Linked DNA regions of Mus musculus: region 1 is linked to region 2. Evidence: chromatin contacts called from public HiChIP or PLAC-seq data. All regions are on one chromosome and are shown on one strand. The core of a region is the stretch at or near the end of the contact, and the rest is flanking DNA. Distances in the headings are between cores, read along the strand shown. Region 1 overlaps Hivep3 (human immunodeficiency virus type I enhancer binding protein 3). Region 2 has its middle 26 kb from the start of Hivep3.

The links. HiChIP or PLAC-seq counts read pairs in DNA pulled down with a chosen protein or histone mark.
Region 1: a contact with region 2 is called in an H3K27ac HiChIP or PLAC-seq map of the NIH/3T3 cell line, with 3 times the contacts expected there. The contact joins two enhancer-like sites. A contact is called at or near these places in 1 of 15 datasets of contacts at CTCF or cohesin (the NIH/3T3 cell line) and 1 of 115 datasets of contacts at active chromatin or transcription factors (the NIH/3T3 cell line).

What each region holds. Positions count from the first base shown.
Region 1 is chr4:120,062,687-120,069,566 of GRCm38.p6, forward strand. Hivep3 (human immunodeficiency virus type I enhancer binding protein 3) reads left to right here. Exons shown (of 9, transcript NM_010657.3): 3 at 2,181-2,377. It overlaps Gm36215 (a long non-coding RNA gene), which reads right to left. Exons shown (of 3, transcript XR_376605.4): 2 at 3,993-4,104; 3 at 2,695-3,575. Among named protein-coding and RNA genes, the nearest start is that of Gm36215, 8.6 kb to the right of the region's middle. Within about 2 kb of position 5,040, at least 29 of the 459 cell types and tissues checked have an H3K27ac peak or open chromatin away from gene starts, as enhancers often do. A contact at or near this core is called in the NIH/3T3 cell line, where this site is marked.
Region 2 is chr4:119,785,081-119,792,185 of GRCm38.p6, forward strand. It overlaps a transcript of Hivep3 not described here. Among named protein-coding and RNA genes, the nearest start is that of Hivep3, 26 kb to the right of the region's middle. Within about 2 kb of position 1,856, at least 47 of the 459 cell types and tissues checked have an H3K27ac peak or open chromatin away from gene starts, as enhancers often do. A contact at or near this core is called in the NIH/3T3 cell line, where this site is marked.

The DNA of each region.
Region 1 (6,880 bases), core at 3,790-6,289, 280 kb after region 2:
TGTTCAGGAGGTTCAAGGGCTGAGCTTGAAACACCCCCCACATCCAGACACCATCAGAATCGACTCCAGTGTGGTTCCTCTGAAGACAAGGACCAAATCTTGTCCACTTTGGCAACTGCTAGCCAGCTGGACCCATTAAATGAATGAACGACCACGTCGGGTTCTAAAAAGAATTGTCACACATTGCGTGGGGGATTCCCGCTAGGGGTTGCATGTGATTCAGAGGAAACCTGTCTGAATATCACACCGTCTGGAAGGACTCTCAGCTCCTGGTGTCTGCACAGAGGACACTTGCTTATCGAAAGAGAACTGTAGCAAGCGGGTGTTGGGTCTCGTGGGCGGTGGACCTCATGTCCAGTGTGGTGCGAGTTTGATGAGTGGGAGAAGCATCTGACCAGGTAGACATGCTGTGGGGGAGGGGTGTGATGTCTGAAACAGTCTGAGGAGGGCTTGGAGGTGGGGCCTGGCCTGTGGGTGCTCTGGGGTCTCGGTGGGAGGTATCAGGTACTCCTATTTTTTTTTTAATACTTGCAGTGGACTGGGAGATCAGACTTGGAGTTGATGGGACATGGCAAAGCTGTGCAATGTCTAGATGGCTCTGTTGGCAGACTCAAATAAGTTACCACAGGGAGCCACAGAGCCAGTCCTCTCTACCATGCCACTCTTCGGAGTTGAACAGCAGCAGGTGTGGTGAGAGGGGACATTGGAGACCTCAGGTGATCTCTGTGTTCTGTAGCAATCATCTGTGTGGAGTGGTTGCCAAGGACTTACGTTCTCACAAAGCATGGTGCCGAGGACAAGCAAGAGGACAGTGCCACAGGCCTATGTGCAGGTTACCCCACATTACTACACTCCGCTCTGGGACAGAGTCCGGGGAAATTATGTGGGTTGTGCCACATGCCAGGCGTTGTTCTCGGCACTGCGTGCACAGTGACTCACCAAAGCTCAGAAAGCCCTCACCATTCTCAGCCTCCTTTTCACACACAGTGACTTCACACACCACGGAGGTCACAAAGAGAAGGACGTGGACCAGAACCTAGGGTATCAGAGCCTTAGAGATCACATTCTCAGCTCTCACACCACACCATCAGAAGCAGACAAACCGGACGGAGAGTCCAAAGAGCGTGGCATGCCTAGGACGCTATGCGGCACACAGCTAAACGACTCGGGTTTTCTGCTTTAAGAAGTGCTTTCCTCTGAGCTTCCTGGTTTGAGCCTTATGACAGCTGCCCTGGTGCCTGAGCCACATCGCTTGCTCATCCATCCATCTGCTCAGGAATCTCTCTGGAGCTCCTGTCCTGCCCTAGGCTTCCCTTGGCTCGAAGAGTGTTTTGTTTAGTAACTTGGAAACCACAATGCACTCCTTTGCCCCCCGCACTGTTCCAAGCATGTTAGTTTTCACTTGGGCTAGCAGCCCCCTCAGGGTAAGTGATTGTGCGCCATACCCATGGGTCAGCTTGCTTCTATAGGTCCCTAGGCTGTAACCATGTCCTTACCACGAAGGCACCCAATCACGTCTGCAGTTGGCTTAGGTTGGCATTGGATGTGGGTAAACTGAGGAGTCAACCCTGCTCTGGGGAGTGTTATACCTTTCCAATCTCATTCTTGGATTGATGTAACCTGAGTCCCTGTGGTTGGTGGGGGGGCTGAAGTTCTGTTCCCTTGCTGGTTTTCAGATGGGCAGTCCTTCCGAGTTGCTAGCTGCTGCCTCTGGGTCCTTCCCTTCCACATGATCCTTCCACCTTCAGGCCAGCAAGCGTTCATAGAGTCTGACTGATGCCAGTCCCTCTAACTTGCTCATCTAGAACCAAACAGAAAACTCTACCTTTCAAGTAGACTTCCCTCGAGCCTGTTCAAGGTCAAGGATGCCCTGACACAGACCCCAGTCATCTGTCATTGTCCAAAAACTGTACTCCAGGATTTGGAAACCTTGAGGTCCACCAGGAGCCCTGCCCATCCGCCTGGTAAAGGATGACACTCAGGGAAGTTTAGCATAGGGCAAAGGAATGTACAGTGTATCATCCCAGAGCCACTGTATCCTACTATCTCCCTGAGGGGACATGGGACAGAAATGCAATTTGGAGAGAGTTCAGGGCTGGGATAAAGCAGGGATTGTTCTGTACCTAAAATTGATCTAGAAAACTCCCTGACCATGGCTTCCGTCTTCCCCACTTTTGTAGGATCAGAGGCACAAACCAAGCTGCCTCGAAGTAGCTCATGGAAGACTCTGGAGAGCCGCTGGCCAGGCACGCTACCCCTTCCTCAGGGAGAAGCAGTGTGTAAGCAGAGGCTTTGCGGCCGGAGTGGACATGAACGCTGGCTTCCAGAGAGAGCAGCGCTTCAGTTTTGGTCATCGGAAGTGGTGCCTGCAGCGCAGGTAAGAAGCTCCAGTCTGGTTTGCCAACTGCCATTTTAGCTGGCTGTGTTCTTCTCTTAAAACCTTCTGTCTGGAGAGTGGCCATCACCTGTCCTTGCCTTCCCTGACCTCTGACAGAGCTGGTCTGGAATTCCCTGGTGCCTTGATTAGGAATTCCAGCCTTCCCATGTCTCCGCCCCTCAGTCTCCACCTCACCTCTGCTAAAGGACACAACAATGTCTCACAAGGACCCAGGCCTCTGATATATTAACCTGTTTCCCAGGCTTGTCCTTCCATGCCCAATCCTAAGTCACCTTCATACCCTGCCCTGTCATAAAGCCCCTGCCCGGAGGCATGGAAGGGTGTCAGGTCTGGCCTCTCATGATTACCTGGAGAGTTCCAAACTCTAGGGGCTGAGTACATAGGCAAGTGAGGTCCCTGGGCTCCTATATGTGTTTGCATGCATATCTCCATCTTGGGCGTTAGGAGTGGGCTGTGACATGGGTGGGGGTGTGGCATTGGAAGCTCTTTGGGTAAGAGTTAAATCCTAGGGTGTTTTGTCTGCTACAAGCTATGTCATCATCATCATCCAAGGAGCTGGTAGGGCTGAAGGAGAGAGCACCTGCTTTCAAAAAGGAAGGAAGGAAGGAAGGGAGGGAGGGAGGGAGGGAAGGAGGGAGGGAGGGAGGGAGGGAGGAAGGGAGGGAGGGAGGGAGGGAAGAAGGGAGGAAACACGGATTCCCCAGAATACCTGTGTCATCTGCTTAAGCACTAGGGACATGAGGCTCTGCACTGGAGTCCTTCCCTTTGAAACAGCATCACACTCTGTTAGCCAGGGCTAGCCTTGAACTTACAATCCTTCTGTCTCCGTACTGACATTTGCAAGTATACACCCTCGGGCCCACTATGTTTGGATTCTGGGGTGGGTCCTGGGAGCTGCCTTCTGGGGGCTCTAGGGATTCTCCACCTGTCTTAAGTTTACATGTATGGGCTCAGCTATGATGTAGAAGACGTGAAAACCTATGATTTACCATCAGGCCTGCTTGTCCCCTCTGCTTAGAGCAGGCATTTTCTCATTGTGCAGAGCCAGGGCCGGGGATGTAAGTCACCTCATGGGCAGCATTGCTGCAGCTCACGGATGGGGGTGGATGGGCTTTGATTTCAGCCAGCAGCTCCTCAGCACGCCCAGCCCAGCATGCCTGTCCTGACCAGAAGCATCCTGTGGAGATAGAAAAACCCCCAAGACCCAAGAAAAATTAACTACCTGAGCCTCATTTGGATGGGGGATGTTTACAGTGGTATTGAACCTGGGGCTATCCCTGAGTTCAAATCCCAGCACTAACAGTTACTGGTGTTAGTAGATTTTAATTAGGTATTTTCCTCGTTTACATTTCCAATGCTATCCCAAAAGTCCCCCATACCCACCCCCAGTAGATTTTTTTTTTTATGGTTTGGAAACATGTTATAGCTCCCTCTCCCTTGCCTCAGTTTCCTCTCTTGCAACACAGGAGAAGGTGGTACCTGCCTCACAGGGGCACCACGCACATACAGATGAGGCCTTATTAAAACACGGACCACCCACCTGGAAGTCCTTCCTAATATCCCCTACTGTGCAGGCAACTCAGCCACCACTCACCCTGTGATAGATCTGCTATGCTGTACCACCTGGTACTGGCACAGGACCCTAAAGTGAAGGGACTGGTCCTCTCTATACACAAGGCCTGGTACTTCATAGATGAGTTTAAGTCCTGAAAGGAAAAAGAGAAAAATCCTAGTGAGGCTGGCCTTGTTTATCCTTTAAAATATGTATGGACAGACACTGAGCACAGAGAGGTTCAGTCATTTGAAGACAGTCACACAGCTCGCAGGGGTAGAAACTCTGTCTACAATGAATCAACTCTTTTACTGTTCCACTGAAATGCTTCCTGAAGAAAAGACTGTGAGTCAGTTACTCCTCCTCCAGCAGTAAGTGGATGACTAGAGTATGACTGGAGAGCCCCATCACCAAGGGTCCCGTTCCTCGGTCTCCTGCAGCACCATCTGCTCTATTGACTTTGCATTTGTTTTCAATGGTGCACATGACAACTTAACTGCAAGTTGGGGGGAGGGTCCTTCTCCTCTAGCAGCCTCAGTGATCTGGTCCACAAGGTGGACGTGGGTTCTTGAGTAACCTAGAACTGAAGCTCCGAGGAGCACAGGCAGTCTGGGGGACCACCCGGGACTCTACCACTCCTGGCATGTGCCCTCCCCTACTTCATGCCCAAATTCCTAGTAGTCCACATGGACTCTGACAGCTGGGGGATGGGGGGACAATCTGCAGAGGGAGCCCTGCCCAGCAGCAAATGAGCCTCAGCTCCAGCCAGAAATCTGGCCCCGCCGCTTCCCGCACTCTCCCTGGGGAAGAAAGCACAGTGATTAATGGAGTTCTGACTCAGAGCTGCTGGGGGATCCAGGAGATCATAGGCACAGCTGGCCCACTAGGAAGTGGGCTGGGCTATGTGGCATCCATGCAGATGAAGGATGAGGGTCCAGGATGGCAGGTGTGCAGTGTGGCAGCCTCCACTATGCCAGGGATCCAGTTAGCTGGGGACACCTGGGCTCCCAGCAGGGCTTGGAGTCATGCAAGGTAACCAGGAGTCTCCTCAGGAGAGACCTAACCTGGGCCCATCTCCAGAATAAGGTGATTTCTGAATGAGTGGCTGCAGGCCAGAACTAACATGAAACTGAATTGGGAAATGTTTTCCCAGCAAACACCACTGCCACTGGTTTTCAAATTTTCATTGTCTGAGAAGCCATTTAAAATGTCGTATCTTGTATGAAATGATGATTTAATGATCAGGATAAAGCGAGTTTATTCTTTAATCTTTTTTTAAGTTTCAATCTTTAAAATGGATTTATTATGAAAGTTCACACATAGAGTAATAACTATGCTTTGATTTACAAAACTTTGACATTTTAGACTAGGGATCCACAAGCTAAGACCTGTGGCCACCGCCTGATTGTGTAAATAAAGCTTTATTGAAAAACATGCTGTTCGTTCACATGCACAGCAGCTTTGGCTGCTTCCGCCTATCTACCCTCAAAGTCTGAGCAATAGACTCTGGCCTTTCGCAGCCACTGTGCTGACTGCAGTCCTAGGCATCCACGATCTTTCTTGTCAGCTGCAGCTTCCCCGTGGCCTTCTCTTGTCTTGGTTGGCTTGCTAAGGATTAAGAATTAAGGAATTCAAAGGTTAGAAGATGGATAAATCACTTGTCCCAAAGGCACAAGGACCAGAGTTCAGAGCCCCAGCACACATGTAAAAACCTGGGCAGGTGTGTGGCCACCTGTAAAGCAAGCGTTTGGAAGGCAGAGACAGGGACTCTCCTTGGCAAGATGGCTAGCTACACTAAGCAGACTCGGCAAGTTTCTGATTCACTGGGAGACCCTGCCTCAGTAAACAAAGTGGGAAGTATCAAGAAAGACAGATGACACCCACGTAGGGCCTCTGCATACTTCACACATACACGTACAAGTATACACACACACACACACACACACACACACACACACCATGAAAAAAAGGTTAAAACTAGGAGGCTGGAAACCCTTAGTGGTTAAAGCACTTGTGCATGCATGAGGTCTGGAGTTTAGGTCCCCAGAACCCATGGGAATGTCAGTGAGTGTGGCAGCCCCTTACGTAATTCCAGCCTTGGACAGTGGAAATGGGATCCCATGGGCAATCTGGTTAGTGAGATTAGCCACCTTGATGGGCTCTGGTTTTGATGGAGAGATTCTACTTCACTGAATGAGATAGAAAAGTGACTGAAAATGATTTTTGATGTCAATCTTGAGCCTCTGTATGTGTGGCTACACACATATAAATACACACACACATACACAGAGAGAGAGAGAGAGACAGAGACAGAGAGAGACAGAGAGAATTACAAAGAAAACAATCCAAAGTCATTTCAATAGAAGATATAAGGGTTGCATTTTCCACTGTGTACTCATCTGTGCTATGGGGCATTCCACGTGGACTACAGGAGTTCCGGTTTGCATCATCAACAGTATCCAACAGCTGTTTGAATTCCTTCTTGCTACAAATGCCATTCAGACAGGAGGCCCACACTCTCCATACTTGGGAACTTAACCTTGTGGCTCTGTCCCTTGTCAATGCCTGTGTAGACTTTCAAACCTATAGATTCAATCCTGAATCTATCCAGCAGAACAAAGGCACCCAGGAAAGAGTTCAAACTCATCTCAGCCCTGTAGGTCAGTCTTCCCTGACCCCATTCCAAAGTGCATCCCAGCCAGCCTAAGCTGGGGACGCTTTCCCAGTGCTGCAGTGCACTGGGGAATGTGTTAAAACTGGTCCACTTTCTGGAACAGTGCTGATAGGAGCCAAAATGTATTTTTAGCATTTATGCTGTAGTGATTGGAGAGCCACCTCTGAAAGGGCTTTAGTGGAACACAGTCTGAGACTGCCCTCAGCAAGAATTGGCTGCTCTTATTCCACTGCTTAAGGATAATGGAAGAGTAAAA
Region 2 (7,105 bases), core at 606-3,105:
ATCATGCATGATACTGGCTGTCCATTTTCAGTTCACACCCACCCAGCCAGCTGACATATCTGCACACCTATTCTGAGGCATTCCCCTCCTTTATCAGTTGAGCATGGGAAATTCCCCAGTGAGGTCACAGTTGTGATCTGAGTAAGAAGGGTTGCTGTAACATCAGGGAGCGGCATGGTAGAGTAGACCTTGGCTGCCTTTTCTTTCCAATCATGTCTTCAGCCCTGAAGGCTTCACTTGTGGGAAGCCTGGAGTGTACAGCTTTTGCTTTACGATGGCTTGTTGTGGACCCCCCAGCATTATGATTTTGTGGGTGCACTTAGCTCCGCATTTGCAGCTCTGCTTCAAGTGTTTGGCCCCTAGTAGATCAAGTCTACTCTAGTGTCGTTGATATGTTCTCAACCTGTGTATCATGATCCCTTTGTGGGGGTATTAAATGACCCTTTCATAAGGGTTGACTTGGACCATTAGAAAGCACAGATATTTATATTATACTTCATCACATTAGGAAAGTTATAATTATGAAGTAACAAAAATAATTTTATGGTTGGGGGTCACTGCTACATGAGGGACTGTTTTAAAGGGTTACAGCATTAGGAAGGTTGAGAGCCTGCTCTAGTGGTTGATACCTATATCCATGAATATATGGGCAATACAAACTGGCCTTGGTGGGTTTTACAGAGGGGCCATGTCATAGGAAAGAGGTAGCAAAGTAGAACTGGGAGGAGTTGGGGGAAAGAGTTGTGGGGAGGGTAAAAAATACTCCCATAACTAACAAAAATATTACATTAAAAGTTTTGTAGTTCTGTCCATTTAGTCACATGCTATCCCATGGCCAGAGTCCACAAGGTGGCCCAGAAGCCACCAGAAGCTCTTTTAGTGATTTGTTATTCTGTGCCGAAGAACCTACAGGCCTTGCTCCAGAGCCCTAGGGGTATGCCTTGAAATTCTCCACGTGGACTATCTCCAGCCACTGCCCCCCAACACCTTTAGCCAGCACAGCCTTTGCTCATGCAGTTGCCTTTGCCTCAGGTTGTTCCTGGCCATGCAGAGAAATGGCAGGGTCTGGACCCTCTGCAGGGTCAGCCTGCTCTGAGTCCCCCTCAAAGCAGGAGTCATTTATGCTGCCCTTTTTATTAACAAATGATATGATCAGAAAGTTTAAGTCACTTTCAAGGTCTCAGGGCAGGTAACTGGTGGCTGGGAGTCCCTCTGTGCCACTTCTGCTGCTCTGTGCTACTTCTGCTGCTCTGTGCTGCCCCTCCACAGCCAGCTAAATCCAGTTCTGCAATCTCAATGAGTAAAGAAGAGTCACCTGTAGTAGATTGCATGTGGGGGAATTAGCTCGCCCTGGCAATGCCAGATGTAGATCAGTTTGTCTTTTTAAAATAGGCTGTGACTCAGGTACCTGAATTGCTCAAGGACAGGCATTGGCACCATGTCCTGCCCTGACTCAGTGAGTGATTCAGACTGCGAACTGGCTAAACTGGGGAGGATTGTCTGGATGGTAAATAACCTTTTAGGTATCTTATCCCTTGGCTAAGAATAGACTTGGACCACAAACAAAACCTTCTGGACTCTTCTTCCTCCTCTACCACCTCCTCCTCTTCCTCCTCCTCCTCCTCCTCCTCCTCCTCCTCCTCCTCCTCCTCCTCCTCCTCCCCCCCCCGCCTCCTCCTCCTTTTCCTCCTCCAGTGCTTCAAGTCTTTGCTCTGTGTCCAGTCTAGACAATGGGCTTCATTGCAGTGTGAACTTTTCTTCCTTCTGTCCAGTATGTCCTTGGCGCACAGAGCTCTTCCAGATGCCTCTGGATTAACTGGAAGGCTAAGGAGGAGGTTGGCTCAGAGAGGTCTATTCACATGCCTAAGCTATTTATGTGGGAACCAAGATCTGACCCTAAGTGGTTTGGCTCTGCTACATCAGACTGGACCATGCTAAATATGTTTTATGTTTATTGACAATGATTAATGAGAAACTCATACCTCCTTGTTTAGCAGTGTCTTAGGGAACTAAAAACTGCCTAGAGATTGGATCAGTATTAATATTGTAATGATTGTGCTTTTTTATTCTACTTCATTTGGTAAAATGAACATCTAATTGTTGACATAAAGATCATTCTGGCCAGCCTTTGTTTTTGTGGCCTTACAGTGCTTCTTTTAGCCTTTGTGTATAGGCTTTCAGACTGGTGGGAGGTAGGTTTCAGGAAGTATGGCAAAATATAACAATATTACTGAGTCGAGAGGAAAAAAATCAGTTGTCTATGGTAAAATAGTTCATTTCATATATTTGTATCACTTCCAAATGTGTATTTATGGATACTTATTTTACAAAACAGGCATATAGTTTGATTAAAATAAAAAATAAATAAATTTATTCTCCCAAAGACCTTTTAGACACAAGCAATTTTCTCCCCATCTGCTCTGAACATAGAGGAATGAGTAGGAAGAATTTATGTAGAATCACAAGAAACCAAAGTTGGAGAACCTTCCAGTTGCTTCTCTTTAGCCTCAGTAATTTATTTCTAAGCTGGTCCAAACCCATACATACTTGTCTCAGTTACTTTTCTATTGCTGTGAGCAGACACCATGACCAAGGCAACTTATAAAAGGATTTGCTAACAATTTCAGAGGATAAGTCCATGGCCATCATGGTGGGGAGCATGGCAGCAAGCAGGCAGGCATGGTACTGGAGCCATAGCTGAAAGCTTACATCTGATTCATAAGCAGGAGGCAGGGTGGAAGAGGGAGACAGAGACAGAGACACAGATAGACAGACAGACAGACCTGAGCTTCAAGGCTTACCTTCAGTGACACACCTCCCCCAACAAGGCTGTTGGAGGATCCTTCCTAAACAGTCCACCAACTGGGTAACCAAACATTGAAATGTATGAGGCCCTGGGAGGGGGGCATTCTCATTTAAACCACCAAAATACTTAAACAAAATTTAAAAGTGAATTTCAGATTCCATGTGTAAATTAAAGGTCCATGGGCTCATATCTCCTTTCTTATTTAGAAACATTTTGATTTGCATGTATATACATCTATGTATGTATGTATGTATGTATGTATGTATGTATGTATCTATCTATCTATCTATCTATCTATCTATCTATCTATCTATCTATCTATCTGTGTATGGGTTTGTGCACATGTGTATAGGTGCCCTCAGTGGCCAGAAGGTGTCATCAGAGCCCCTGGAGCTAGAGTAGCAGGTGGCTGTGGTCCTCCCAATGCTGGTGCTAGCAACTGAACTCCACTGAACTGAACTGAACTTGTGCAAGAATATTGAGTATTTTGGACCACAGAGCCATCCCCAGCTCCTCAGATGTCCTTTATTTTCATTAGTGGAAATAGTTTGGGGTCATTTCTTTTTCTCTCTGTTGCTAAAATGGTTGCTTTTGCATTCTTATGGGAGGGCTGGGAGGCCTTAGCCACCCCCTAGCCCCCCCCCCCAGCCCCCCTGCCCTTCAGGAATCATAACTCTTTGGCATATTAGTCAGGCTTCTGTATCACTGTCACCAAATTACCTGAAAGAACAATTTCAAGGGAAAAGGGTTGACTAACAGCCACAGGTTCAGAGGGCTTGGCACATGGGTGCTTGACCCCATGCAGAGCATCGTGGTATTGGGTGCACGTGGAGGAGGGGCTTCTTCCCCTCATTGCAACAGGAAGGGCCACAGGGATGTCACTCCTAAATACTCTCTCCCAGTGACATACTTCCTCAGCAAAGTTCCGCCCCTTAGCATTTCTAGAACCTCCCCAAATAATACCACTCCCCCCCCCCCAGGGGCCTAGGCTCCAGCGCATGAGCTGGAAGGGACATTTCATATTCACACCATACCATATGGGGACAAGACAGTGAGTCATGCTGTTTGGATCATCTGATATTTGCGATTATTTTGTAGGACTGTTCTATTGGCATGCTTCATCAGGGCAAAAATCCTGGGATGGATTCATAGGCAGAATGCACTTTCTGTGGCCGCTGTTTCCGAAAACAGTGTTAGGTTAGCCTGAGTTTCTTCTAAGAATTTACAGTCTCCTGGACCATTGCATTACTGATCCCGAGGGACACAAAATAGACAGTGGGTCTCAGGTGGGCATGGGGACCATGTCATCTGCCACAGCCCTGTCTCCTTTCTCTAAAGGCAGTATAACAGGCTTCCATAGTCTTTTATAGCTAGGCTTCAGCAGGTACAAAATATTCTGATTTGGGGATAAAGGGCAGAAGCCCAGTGGGTGCTTCTGCTGTTCACCTTCTCCTGTCTGTGACCATTTCCCACAGGACCCGTGAGTAAACCGGGAAGTAATTGGCAGTTGAGTCTGGTGGTGCTAGCAACTGGGTGGTAATGACTCCCCTGGTGAAATCTGCTTTCACTGTTGCTCAGCTTCTGTGGGAAGGGACTCCTGGCTACTGCTCTGTCTCATTTAAGAGCGGGAAAAAAGGCCCAGAAGACCCATCTCTTTTGACTATAGAAGGCGTCCAGAATTGTTCTTCAGTTTCCATATCTTCCTCCACAATACATGAAGTCTCGGAGGCCCTCCTCTAACCAGACTAACTCTTGAGTCATCCCCGAGTCCCCCAGCTCACACAGTGATTGTATTCCTCTGTCCATTTGCAACTTTAATTATGAGTTTCCTTGATGGGCTTCCCTCCTGGTTAACTTCTCCTGGTAACTCATTAAACCTCTGAGTCACACGTTCATTATTATAGAGAGGACAAAAATGAAAGAATACAAAGGAGCTGAGCCCTGGGAGAAACTTGGGGGCGGACTACTGAGGCTAAGCATAGCCCAGAGTCTGGAGGCCTTAGTAGCCTCTTGTCCCCTTTGAGGACGTTGGACCTACAGGGTACTGTACTTAATGCGCTGAGGTCATGGGCTGTGGTTGGGTCTAATGGGAGTCTTTGCTATTGTAGAATACCAGCTTACAGTTCTGGTGAAAGTGCATTCCTCCTGCCTAAGCGTGCCCTCTGAGCCTATGTGGTCTTCAAAGAAGCATGAGGCAGCTCATTAAAGAGGATTCTCAGTCTTAATTTTGTCCCCTAAAGAGCATGAAAGGAAAGACTGCATAGCCCACAGAGCCTCGGAATACTTCCTGTTCTTCCCACTGTGATCCCCCACCTCTTCCACCTCATCTCCCCCCAGCTCACCAAGCAGCCTTTCTTTACTCAATCCACACCCAAGCTTAGTTGTTTTACTTTTATTGGCATCAGACACCCCTTTGAAAAGTAGGGTTCACGGTACCACCTGGCTGATTGTTGTTGTGAAGATTAATTGAGCTAAAACATGTCAATACCACCCACTAGTGCCTGGACCATTTTAAATCTCCCAAAGGTTAGCTATTACAATGTTCAATTCAGTCTCCCTGGCTTCCGTTTTTATTTTCTCTCTCAGTGGAAACACTGGAGGATAAAAAACAATCTGAAAGCTGAGAAAGTAGATCCTAAATAATAGTAACAATAGGTATCATTTACTGAGTATGACTTATGTCCTGAGTCTGGCACACATTAGCTCTTTCATCCCTGCCATAGCCCTGAGGGATAGATACTGTTATCATCCATTTTCAAACGAGGAAACTCAGACTTAAGAGAGATGAAGCAACATGCCGGAGGCCACGGAGCTGGCATATGGTGAAGCCGAGCCTCCCAAGACCTTGGTCTAACAGTCTTGCAGACATCTGAAACTAAGTGTTGTTGTTGTGCATTCATGACTCCTACATCACTCCCACGCTCAGAGACTCTGGGCCCCTGGTGACAAGTGCCCTGTTAGTAGAAGCAGCTGCCCTCACAGAGTGAGGCCACCTGGCCTACAACAGGTGGCAAGTCACCTGAAGGCCTTCTTGTTTTTCGTTAAACACAGAAAGAGATGGATTCTTCTACAAAGGCTGGATTTATTCCTTAATAATCAAGTTTAAAATGTATGCTGCCTCCTCAATCAGCAACACAAAGGCTTTCTGCACCCTAATATGTGCTCAGAACTACTAATGAGCTCTTAGGGATTCAACACTGACTTGAAAAATGGAAGGCCAGGATAGCTGGAGTCAGTAAAAAATAAGCTTGCCAAGATCCATACCCTGCAAGGAAACCTGCACTTGACCTCCAAGTGCCTCAGAGCCCTGGGCAGTTGAGGATGAGCTGATGCCCAGCAAGGAATACCTGTCACACAGCCTTGCCCTCCAGAGATCCTGGAACCAAGGCCATGTGTTGTCCTTTTACATGTGTCCTTTGGGGACACTGCATCAGAGAGTCCCATCTCTGGGCAGAGTCACAGCTCTACAAATCATTCCTTGAACTGTGAAGTCCTCTACTGTATGTGTGTTGGGGGCCTCCGATCAGCTGGTGTATGCTGTCTGTTTGGTGGTCCAGTGTTTGAGAGATCTCGGGGGTCCAGATTAATTGCAACTGCTGGTTCTCCTACAGGATCGCCCTTCTCCTCAGCTTCTTTCTGCCTTCCCTAATTTAACAACAGGGGTCAGCTGCTTCTGTCCATTGGTTGGGTGCAAAATATCTGCATCTGACTCTTTCAGTTGCTTGTTGGGTGTTTCAGAGGACAGTCATGCTAGGTCCCTTTTTGTGAGTGTTCCATAGCCTCAGTAATAGTATCATGCCTTGAGACCTCCCCTTGAGCTGGATCCCACTTTGGGCCTGTCACTGTACCTTCTTTCCCTCAGGCTCCTCTCCATTTCCATCCCTGTAAATCTTTCGGACAGGAACAATTAAGGGTCAGAGATGTGACTGTGGGATGGCAACCCCATCCCTCACTTGATGCCCTGTCTTCCTGCTGGAGGTGGGCTCTGTAAGTTTCCTCTCCCTACTGTTAGGCATTTCATCTAAGGTCCCTCCCTTTGATTCCTGAGAGTCTCTTACCTCTTAGATCTCTGGTGCATTCTGGAGGGTCCCCCAACCTCCTATTTCTTGAGATTGCCTGTTTCCATCTTTCTGCTGGCTCTCAGGGCTCTCCTTTTTCCTCACCCAATATCAGATCAGGTTCCCCTCTCTCCTCCAACTCTCCCCTCCCCCATCCACTTTCCCTCCAGGTACCTCCCTCCCTCCCCACTTGTGATTGCTTTCTTCTCTCTGCCAAATGAGGCATCCTCACTTGTGTACT